Regions from separate parts of the Mus musculus genome. Here region 2 is linked to region 1. A link is a contact called in public promoter capture Hi-C data. All regions are on one chromosome and are shown on one strand. The core of a region is the stretch at or near the end of the contact, and the rest is flanking DNA. Distances in the headings are between cores, read along the strand shown. Region 1 overlaps Vps16 (VSP16 CORVET/HOPS core subunit). Region 2 overlaps 4930402H24Rik (RIKEN cDNA 4930402H24 gene).

Region 1 (4,574 bases), core at 204-2,703:
ATGCCATACATAGGGATACTGGGTGTAGGTGAGAGGGATCCCAATGTGGTAGTCTCTAATAGCATTGAGCACTCGAAGGTCCTGACACATGTGCACGAAGCTGTCAGGTGGAAATCTGTCAAGGAAACACTTTCCAAATGAAGCCGCCTAAAAAGAACCAAATGGAAATGAACTTCCCTGGCTGCCCAGCGCACCCCAGTTCCCACACACCCTCCCCTAAGCCCCTCCAGGCCAACCCTGAGCAGACTCTTTTGCATGTCTGGCTGGTGCTCATGTCCTGCAGCCTCAATGCACTGCTGCACAGCCTGGATCAGCTGGCCCAGTTCCTGGATCTCCCGCAGGTACTCATCTGCTTTCTGGCTCTCTTTCTGTGGGGAGAGGCCCAGAGATGGAACATTACACAGACAGTCTCACTCTGGTCCCCAGCCTCATGGGACTACATAGTTCAAATGGAGAGGTCTTGGAAAGCACCAACTTGAGCCTGTGGACAGTAGGGTAGCCCTGCCAGTTTACATGTGCTAGCCTTAGCCAGCTCAAGTCAGTGTCTTATCTAACCCCCTCCCCTGTCAGGTAGCCCCTGGCTTATCATGGGTGCTCAGGCAGGGGCAGAGGGCTGGTCTAGTCAAGAGAAGAGAAAGGAAGAGAGCATCTTGGGAATCTTAGAAGTTGCCCGGAAATTACCTCATATTCCTTCTGGGCCTCTAACAGCAGTGCTCCAGGGGCCATTGAGGCAATTTTGAAGATCTCTTCACTGGCCACTAGAAGAGGAGTTTTTGAGTAGAAATGACATATGAAAATTCTCAGTTCTGCCCTTAATACCCAGATCCTGTTTTGGATCAGGAGCACCTGCCCAGAGCCCCACGGTATGCTTGTGGGAGCCTCACCTGGGACTTCATGCAGGAACTCATGGGTGCTTCGGGAGAAGATGCGGACCCCATCAAGCTCAGGCACTAAGTAGGAGTCCTCATCGAGCACAAACCTGAGTTCAGTCAAGGCTACTAAGAGCATCCAAAGATAGGGTAACCTCCTTTTCCTTCCCTCTCCCAGCCCATACAGGATGTGTCCAAGGATACTGGATGCTTTCAGGCGCATTGCCCACCACCATCAGCCGCCTCTCCCAGGCCACAACAACAGCCCTTTCCTTGCTCCGAGGACGGCTACACCTATGAGCAATAGCATATACACTACTGGGATACTCGAGATATTGGGCCCATAGCTGTGTCTTCTGCATTGCTTGCACCCCTTTTCCTGGGGACAGCCTGAACACACTGTGTCCCGGAGCCCATTTCCCTGGCCACATGCTGACCTATCTGTTTCCGTCTCGCTCTTACACTACCAGTCAAGTGGCCCATAGAGGACAAAGTTCTCCTTTAAGTGCAGCAGAGAAGAGAAGGCCTATGTTCCACTTAGTCTGGCCAGAAGACAGGATGACTCAGGCTGTCCCAGGCAACAAGGCTATGCTCTAACCCCACCCTTTAAGAACGCCTCTATCCTCACCAGACCATCTGCTTCGGGGGAGCCCGGATGTTGCAGTTGAACTCACACAGCTTCTCCTGAAACAGCACAGCATGTCATGGCCCTGCCCCAGCATCTGCTGTTCAACAGTCATCCTGCTGTTGAAAAGCCATGGCTCTATCCACAACAGATCTTCCTTGGACAAAGCACAGTATCCCTTGCTGTCCTAGAACCACACCTTGAGTGATGCTGTCCCCATCCAGATGTAGCCTGTGTCTGTGAAGAGTGCCAGGTAACGATACGTGAAGGATACAGCCATCTGTAGGAAGCTGCTCACTCCTGGGGCTAAGCCAGCAGGTGTCTGGGGCAGGACCAAGGAGGAAACCAGATAAACTGACTTCTCAATGCCTTCCTACTTGTTGACCAGCCCTTCCATTTCATTCCCACTTAGGTTCTCACCACTGCAGAGCAGGTAGCATGATCCAGAAGGTAAAGATCGGGTCCTACAGCCAGAAGAATGTGTGGTACTCGGTCGTGGCACAGTGTGGTCCAACATGAGGGTGCACTTTGCAGACCTGTGACAGGGAAGAGGAAACCTGAAATGACTAGAGCCCATAGTGTGTGTCTCTGCTGGTTCCAGTCTGGAAGCATATCCGTGGTATTGAAGGGCTCTCTTAAGTATCAGGGCTTACCTGGCACCTCTGGCATCCGACGGAGTTTGAGGTCACCCACATTGGCACTCAGAGTAAAGCGATAGGCTCCTGTAAGGATGGCCACCCCTGAACCAAACTCAGTGTGAAAAATCCGGGCATCCAGGACACGGTTCTGAAGCACTTCCTAACAAGATGGACCGTGGGTTAAGAAACCCACAGGTGAAGAGAGGTCCCCCTTCCCTCCTCAGGCTCCTGTGGCTCCTACATTGCCCATGCTGAAGTGCCTCCGGAAGTCTCCATGAAGGCCATAAACTAGCACTGCACCATCTTCTTGCACACAGAGCAGCTCCTCCTCAGCTGACCAGCCGAGGGCCACCACAGGCCCACTCTTCCACTGCAGAGGAGAAAGGTTCCCATGGCTTTCCTTAGAATCAGCCAGCCCTGCCCATCACACAGTAGGGATAGGTTCCATGCTTACCAGCAGGCTAGCCAGTGGTAAGCCAGATGCAGAGTAGATCTCCAGTACTGGCCGCACGCTGGCAGCTTTCTCTTTTCTCCAACAGTTCCTCAGTAGAGCTGCAATTTGAGAAGAGACTTCTGTCCTAGAACCTCAGGACCCATGTAAGGTAGGCCTCCTGGATCATTTACTCAGGTTCAGCCCATGGGAACCCAGCCTCGTGAGAACCCAAACTAAAAACATTTAGAAGGAGAATTGGCAGAGAACAACCCAAACAACACCCTGGGAGCCCACAGTATGTAGTAGTAATAGAGGGAGCATACCAATGGGACCCCCATAGGGTGCAGCAGCCACCAGGCAATCCTTGAGCTCCTCCTTCAGGTCCCAGTCCATGCTGTACAGCTCATACTTCCTACTCACAGAGACAACCAGATTAGCGTCCTTGTCCTGTCCTCCTGATCCTCTATCTAGACAGAATAAGCCCCAGAGGAATGCCTGAAGCTACCGTTTATCTAGTGGAGGAGTCTTTTCCTCCCCACATGAGAGGAAGAGAGGGGGATGGTGACTAGAAACTGACTATATCATGTAGGCCTGGGGACCACAGGTGAGGTAGCACAGGGTACCCACAAGAAAGGGTATAGTTTTTGAGGCAAGTGTCCACTGTTGGCAGGAGCATCTGAGATGGGCAGGTTATGTATAAGACACTGAAATGGTGCAAAGGTACCGTTGCTGGCTCTGCCTGGAACCAGTAGGAAAGCGAGACCTTCAGAGGTCCACCTATTGAATAGGAGGCCTCTTTTATTTCTGGTTCCAATGATGAATTAGATAATGCTCTTTCTGCCTAAGGGTCAAGCTAGAGTTCTAGGTGAAGCTAGTTTTAGAAGCACCAAATTCAGTGTCTGAAAGATGATACCCAAAATGAGCTTTTCCAAGAGATACTGCTGGGGGGAGTCCTGGTGATGGCATTCTGTGACTCCTAGCTTGCAGGAAGTGACAAAACCACAAGCAAGCTGAGAAGCCTTCAGCTCTAGGTGTGTGCATGCTGTAGCCCTAGTATGTGCATGAATACATACTGCAACCCTAGTGTGTGCGTGAATACATACTGCAACCTTAGGTGTGTGCATGAATGCATGCTGCCTGGAATGGGCTTAAGTTTATCATGCTATCACTGTTTGCTTGGAAGAGCAGGGAAGGGGCAGAGAAAAGTGGATGTTATTCTGGAACATCAAAAGAAAATGCAAGTAAAGAGAAAATTTTTGTTTATCTCAGGGGTCTTCTAATTAACCATCAGAAACATGCCTACCATTGCACTTGACACCCCTCTGAGGGCTCTAGTCAAAATAATTTAAGGAAACTATTCTAGAGAAAGAACAAAGCTATTACTAGATGGTTGTACACCCATCATCTTAAAATCTGAAGTGTTCTGTGTGATGTCTATTCTTGGTTGTCAACTTGACTACATGCAGAATTAACTAAAACCCAAATGCCTGGCATACCTAGGAGGAATGCTCTTAATTAGATTATTTGAAGAGGGGGGGGGTCCACCTTTCATCTGGACCACACCTTCTGCTGGAAGCCTATATAAAGCATGTGGAAGACCGAAGCTTTCTCTCTTTGCCTGCTTGTTCTTGCTCTCACTAGTAAGTCCATTCCTTCATTGGTGCTAGAGCCTACATCTTCTGGATTACAGCATCTACTGAAGACCAGCTGAGACAGCCTGGTGGACTGAGCAACTACTGGATTCCTAGACCTTTCATTTATAGGCAGCTATTATTAGATTATCTGGAGCCTGTAAGCCATTCTGATAAATCTCATGAATACATTTATATATTTTAATGTATGATATTAAAATAAATATTATAATATAGTATTAAATAATATACTTATATATTATATATTTATCTACCCATCCACCTATCTATATATGTACCTATCTATCTATATCTATCCACATCTATCTAGCTACACATGTATGTGTACACACACACAAATACATATATTTATTCTAT
Region 2 (4,628 bases), core at 1,720-4,219, 380 kb before region 1:
GTCTTGACCTCAGGGAGGCACTAGTAATGCTGGCACGTAGGGTACGGAATGGGCTCGAATCTTCCCAGTTTTCATTCCTGTGACATCTGTTCCATCTTAATGAGGGTGAATATTAAGAGGGGTGGTGGGCTGGCGAGATGGCTCAGCGGTTAAGAGCACTGACTGTTCTTCCGAAGGTCTTGAGTTCAAATCCCAGCAACCACATGGTGGCTCACAACCACCCGTAATGAGATCTGATGCCCTCTTCTGGTGTGTCTGAAGACAGCTACAGTGTAATTAGATATAATAATAAATAAATCTTTAAAAAAAAAAAAAAAAAAAAAAAAAAAAAAAAAAAAGAGGGGTGGTGTTAGTGAGATAAAGAGGGAGCTCCCGCCACAAGCCTGCCTGCCTGCCATTGACTGTCCTGAAACTTGCTCTGTAGACCAGGCTAGTCTCAAACTCAGAGACTTGCCTGCTTCTGCCTCCCTAATACTAGTATTAAAGTCCTGGCGCCACTGTGCCTGCTGCAACCCTTTCTTCTCTTTTTTCTTTTTTCTTTTCTCTTTTCTCTTTTCTCTTTTCTCTTCTTTCTTCTTTCTTTTTTCTCTCTTTTTTTTTTTTTTCGAGACAGGGTTTCTCTGTGTAGCCTTGGCTGTCCTGGAACTCACTCTGTAGACCAGGCTGGCCTTGAACCCAGAAACCCGCCTGCCTCTGCCTCCCAAGTGCTGGGATTAAAAGCGTGTGTCACCACCACCCGGCTTCTTTTTTCTTTTTTTTTTAAGATTTATTTATTGTATGTAAGCACATTGTAGCTGTCTTCAGACACTCCAGAAGAGAGCATCAGATCTCGTTATGAATGGTTGTGAGCCACCATATGGTTGCTGGGATTTGAACTCAGGACCTTGGAGGTGCTCTTACCCGCTGAGCCATCTAGCCAGCCCAACCCTTTCTTTTCAAAACCACACAGAGAGCAGTTGCTTGCCTCTGATCCTTCCATCCTGCCAATAGCTGTAGTCCTCGGATGGCAAAGTCATTGAGAGACAGAAGTAAAGACAGTGTCGTGTAATTTCCTTTTGTCTCTGGTCCAGCCTTTCTAGACTAACCTTAGTGAAGGTTATCTGCAGGAGTGTGTGTCACTGCACCACCCCTTACAGTGCAGTCTAAACACTGCTTCTGACATTTGGGAAGGGCCAGTGGGTGCTAGTCTGTCCACTTGTCTTCCTCTTTTTTCGAACCACTTTAACTTGTCTTTAGTTGATCATATACGTTTTTTCATGAGGATCTCTCTGAGATCTGTTCTTAGGCTAACAAAATATTCCAAGATCTGTAGTAAATCCACAGAACACCATATTTTCTGGTTCCTTTTGCCCGTAAGAAATGCTTCATATGGGCTGGAGGTGGTTCATAGATAAGAGCACTTGGTGTTTTTCCAGAAAACCCAGGTTCTATTCCCAGCACCTACATGGTGACTCATAACCATCTATAACTCTAATTCTAGGGGATCTGGTAGATCATGGAGGGTGCTCTTCCACACATGATACACATACATATGGAAGTTCAACACCTATACATGTAAAGTAAAAACTGAAAGAAAAAATGCTTTTCAGAATTAACAGCCTTAGTAATCTTGTTGCTTAATTCTCCGACCTGTGTAGATTTTGAGATCCAAGGAAGGTACCTTATGCCTCAGCCCGTTTCTCTTACAAGGGGTCATTTATTTAGTTTTAGCACAAACCTGGTTTGGCCATCAAGGCCTTACTAAACGGGCTCTTACTGTATTCCATGGTATAGGCCAGCTAATCCTAAGCCTTCTTTGCTTTGCAGGAATTGACAGCAGGTACAATGAAGGCTGTAGAGAGCTGGCAAATTACCTGCTTTTTGGTTTGTACAGTCAGAATGCCACTGATTTTGAGAAAACGGGATTTTCTGAAGAAATTCTAGATGGTAAGTCTATATTATATTAGCAAAAGGTAGGAGAGAGTCATTTATTTCTTTGGACCCTTAATTCATGATTTTTTTTGAGACAGGGTTTCTCTGTATAGCCCTGGCTGTCCTGGAACTCACTCTGTAGACCAGGCTGGCCTCGAACTCAGAAATCCACCTGCCTCTGCCTCCCGAGTGCTGGAATTAAAGACCACGCACAGCTGTGATCTTCTTGTAAAAATTGTTTTAATTTTAATTTTACTGTATTGTACTATTTTGCTTGCATGTATGTATGTGTACTGTGTGTGTGTGTATGCATGTGTGTGTGCTCCCATGCTTGAGGCCCTTGGAGCCCAGTAGATGACATCAGATCTCCTGGAACTGGAGTTACAGATGGTTGTAAATCACCATTCACGTGTTGGGAATCAAACCCAGGTCCTCTGGAAGAGTAGCAAGTACTTTTAACTGCTGAGCCATCTGGACATCCCCAGTTCATGATTTTTTATTTCTGTGTCTGTGTTTTTTGGGTTTTTGTTATTATTTATTTGTTTTGAGACAGAGTCTCATATAGCTTTAACTGGCTTGAAACTCACTGTATAGACCAGGCTGGCCTTGAACTCTGAGATCTACCTGCCTCTGCCTTCTTAGTACTGGGATTAAAGACATACACTCAGCACCCTGTTTGTGATCTTTTAATAGGAAAATATAAGCAGAATTTAAATAGTCCAAAGCTCCACTAAATTCTTGCCTTATTTTGTTTTACTGTTTGAATAATGTGATTGGTCTTAAAATTGGCAGCCTTCTGGCCTCAGCCTCCCAAGTAGCTAGGATTATACCAGGTAAGATTTTATCTTTTTAATAGTGAAAAATAGCATTTCCGTGTTGACCTATTAAAATAGAATATTCCTATTGGTCATGGACTGGATAACGGACTGTCAGCAGCAGTTTTCAGAATACATTTATTGGGTAAATCATCTTTGAGACCAAAGCAGACATTGGTGTTTGGCTTTGTCTCTTGGCAGGGTGCTAGTTTTTCTTAGGATTGCCCGCTGCTCCTTTTCACGGAAGGTTCAGATCGTGTGCTGTTGCCAGTGAAAGCACTCTCTGCTTTGAGGCAAAGACGGACTGCTCTTGTAAGCTGCTCTGTGAGAAAGAAGATTTTATGTGGATCTTTAGCTGAGGAACAAGGGGCTATTGTCCTGCTGTCTTTGGGAATTGTTTTTTTGTGTGACTTTAATACAATGCAGGCTTTCTGCCTGCAGTCTGCCTTCTCTGGCTTGGAGACACTGCGAGCGTTGATGCTCCTGTGGGCTGTTGCCCAGGAGCTACTTCTCATATCGTGTACTTAGCATTATAAATTGTCTGCAAGATGAGTCAGGAGACATAGAACAAACAAGTAAGACTGGACAAGAGACTAGGCACTTGCAAGGCAGCTGGGATGCCATGAAAGCAAACATTCCATGTCAGATGATCTCACTTGAGTAGTGTGGTCTCAGATGGGGGGCCGTTTTGTCCCTTGGGGGACATTTAGCAATGTCTGAAGACAGTTTTGATGGCCATGGCTCGATCTGTGGCACTACTGGCATCTAGTGGGCACCAAGGCTGCTGCTGATCACCACAAAATAAACAAGAAAGCCTGTCATGCAGTGAAGAGTTTTCCTATTAAATAGTTCTGAGTTGTATCATCTTTGGAAGTTTACCTTGGAAAAGACCCCAATACTACCCATATAGTTTTCTTTTTTTAATATTTTTTAAGATTTATTTATTATTATTTATAAGTACACCGTAGCTGTTTTCAGACGCATCAGAAGAGAGGGTCAGATCTCATTACGGGTGGTTGTAAGCCACCATGTGGTTGCTGGGATCTGAACTCAGGACCTTAAGAAGAGCAGTCAGTGCTCTTACCCGCTGAGCCATCTCACCAGCCCCCATATAGTTTTCTTAGAGCTGTTCTTTTTATTAAGATCACAGAAAAAGGAGACTTTGAGTTAGTATCCTTTCTTCATTTTTTTCTTCCTTATCTTTCTGTCTGAGAAAATTTTACCTTGGAAAAGACCCCAATACTATTCATATAGTTTAGCTAGAGCTGTCCTTTTTATTATGATCGCAGAAAAGGGAGACTGAAAGTACTTTGAGTTAGCATCTTCTTTGGTTTTCCTTACCTTTCCGTCTGAGGTAAGCTCTCACTCTGTATCAGGCTGGCTTCAGATGCAGGCGCTTCTCAGCCTCTTGCTGCAGGCTTGCATGCACAGCCACCACTGTGATCTTCTTCAGGTCCTTTTCTTCTTAGGTTTTGACATTATAATACATTGTAACACATTTTCCTAACCTTTCCTTCATGTTTCTCAGCCTGCAGGTTGCAACCTCTTTGGCAACCCTCTGTCTCCAAAAGACATTTACATTGTGACAAATAACAGTTATGAAAGAGCAACAATAATAATTTTGTGGTTTGGGGTCACCACCACAAACTGTATGAAAGGATCACAGCATTAGGAAGGCTGAGAGCCACTGCTCTAAACCCTCTTATGTGGCCCTCCCCCTCTTTCAATCCTTGGCCTCTTTTTTCTTTAATTATTATTGAGCATATATACATACATACATATATACGTATATATGTGTGTATATATATATATTCCTATATCTAATCTCCTCAGTCCATATAATATTATTTTATGTATGCTTTCAGGGCTGACTATTTGTCACTGGACAGCCAGTTGGTGTGC

Evidence for each region. Capture Hi-C pulls out chosen DNA fragments and counts their contacts.
Region 2: a contact with region 1 is called in a promoter capture Hi-C map of adipose tissue. The contact joins two enhancer-like sites. A contact is called at or near these places in 3 of 9 other capture datasets (adipose tissue, liver and pancreatic islet).

What each region holds. Positions count from the first base shown.
Region 1 is chr2:130,436,025-130,440,598 of GRCm38.p6, reverse strand. It overlaps Vps16 (VSP16 CORVET/HOPS core subunit), which reads right to left. Exons shown (of 24, transcript NM_030559.3): 2 at 2,889-2,977; 3 at 2,587-2,684; 4 at 2,374-2,502; 5 at 2,148-2,292; 6 at 1,915-2,030; 7 at 1,694-1,816; 8 at 1,498-1,553; 9 at 1,074-1,163; 10 at 885-979; 11 at 682-758; 12 at 237-368; 13 at 20-147. Among named protein-coding and RNA genes, the nearest start is that of Ptpra, 12 kb to the left of the region's middle. Within about 2 kb of position 1,453, at least 12 of the 459 cell types and tissues checked have an H3K27ac peak or open chromatin away from gene starts, as enhancers often do. A contact at or near this core is called in adipose tissue, where this site is marked.
Region 2 is chr2:130,817,767-130,822,394 of GRCm38.p6, reverse strand. 4930402H24Rik (RIKEN cDNA 4930402H24 gene) reads left to right here. Exons shown (of 37, transcript NM_029432.2): 3 at 1,807-1,926. Among named protein-coding and RNA genes, the nearest start is that of 4930402H24Rik, 20 kb to the left of the region's middle. Within about 2 kb of position 2,969, at least 82 of the 459 cell types and tissues checked have an H3K27ac peak or open chromatin away from gene starts, as enhancers often do. A contact at or near this core is called in adipose tissue, where this site is marked.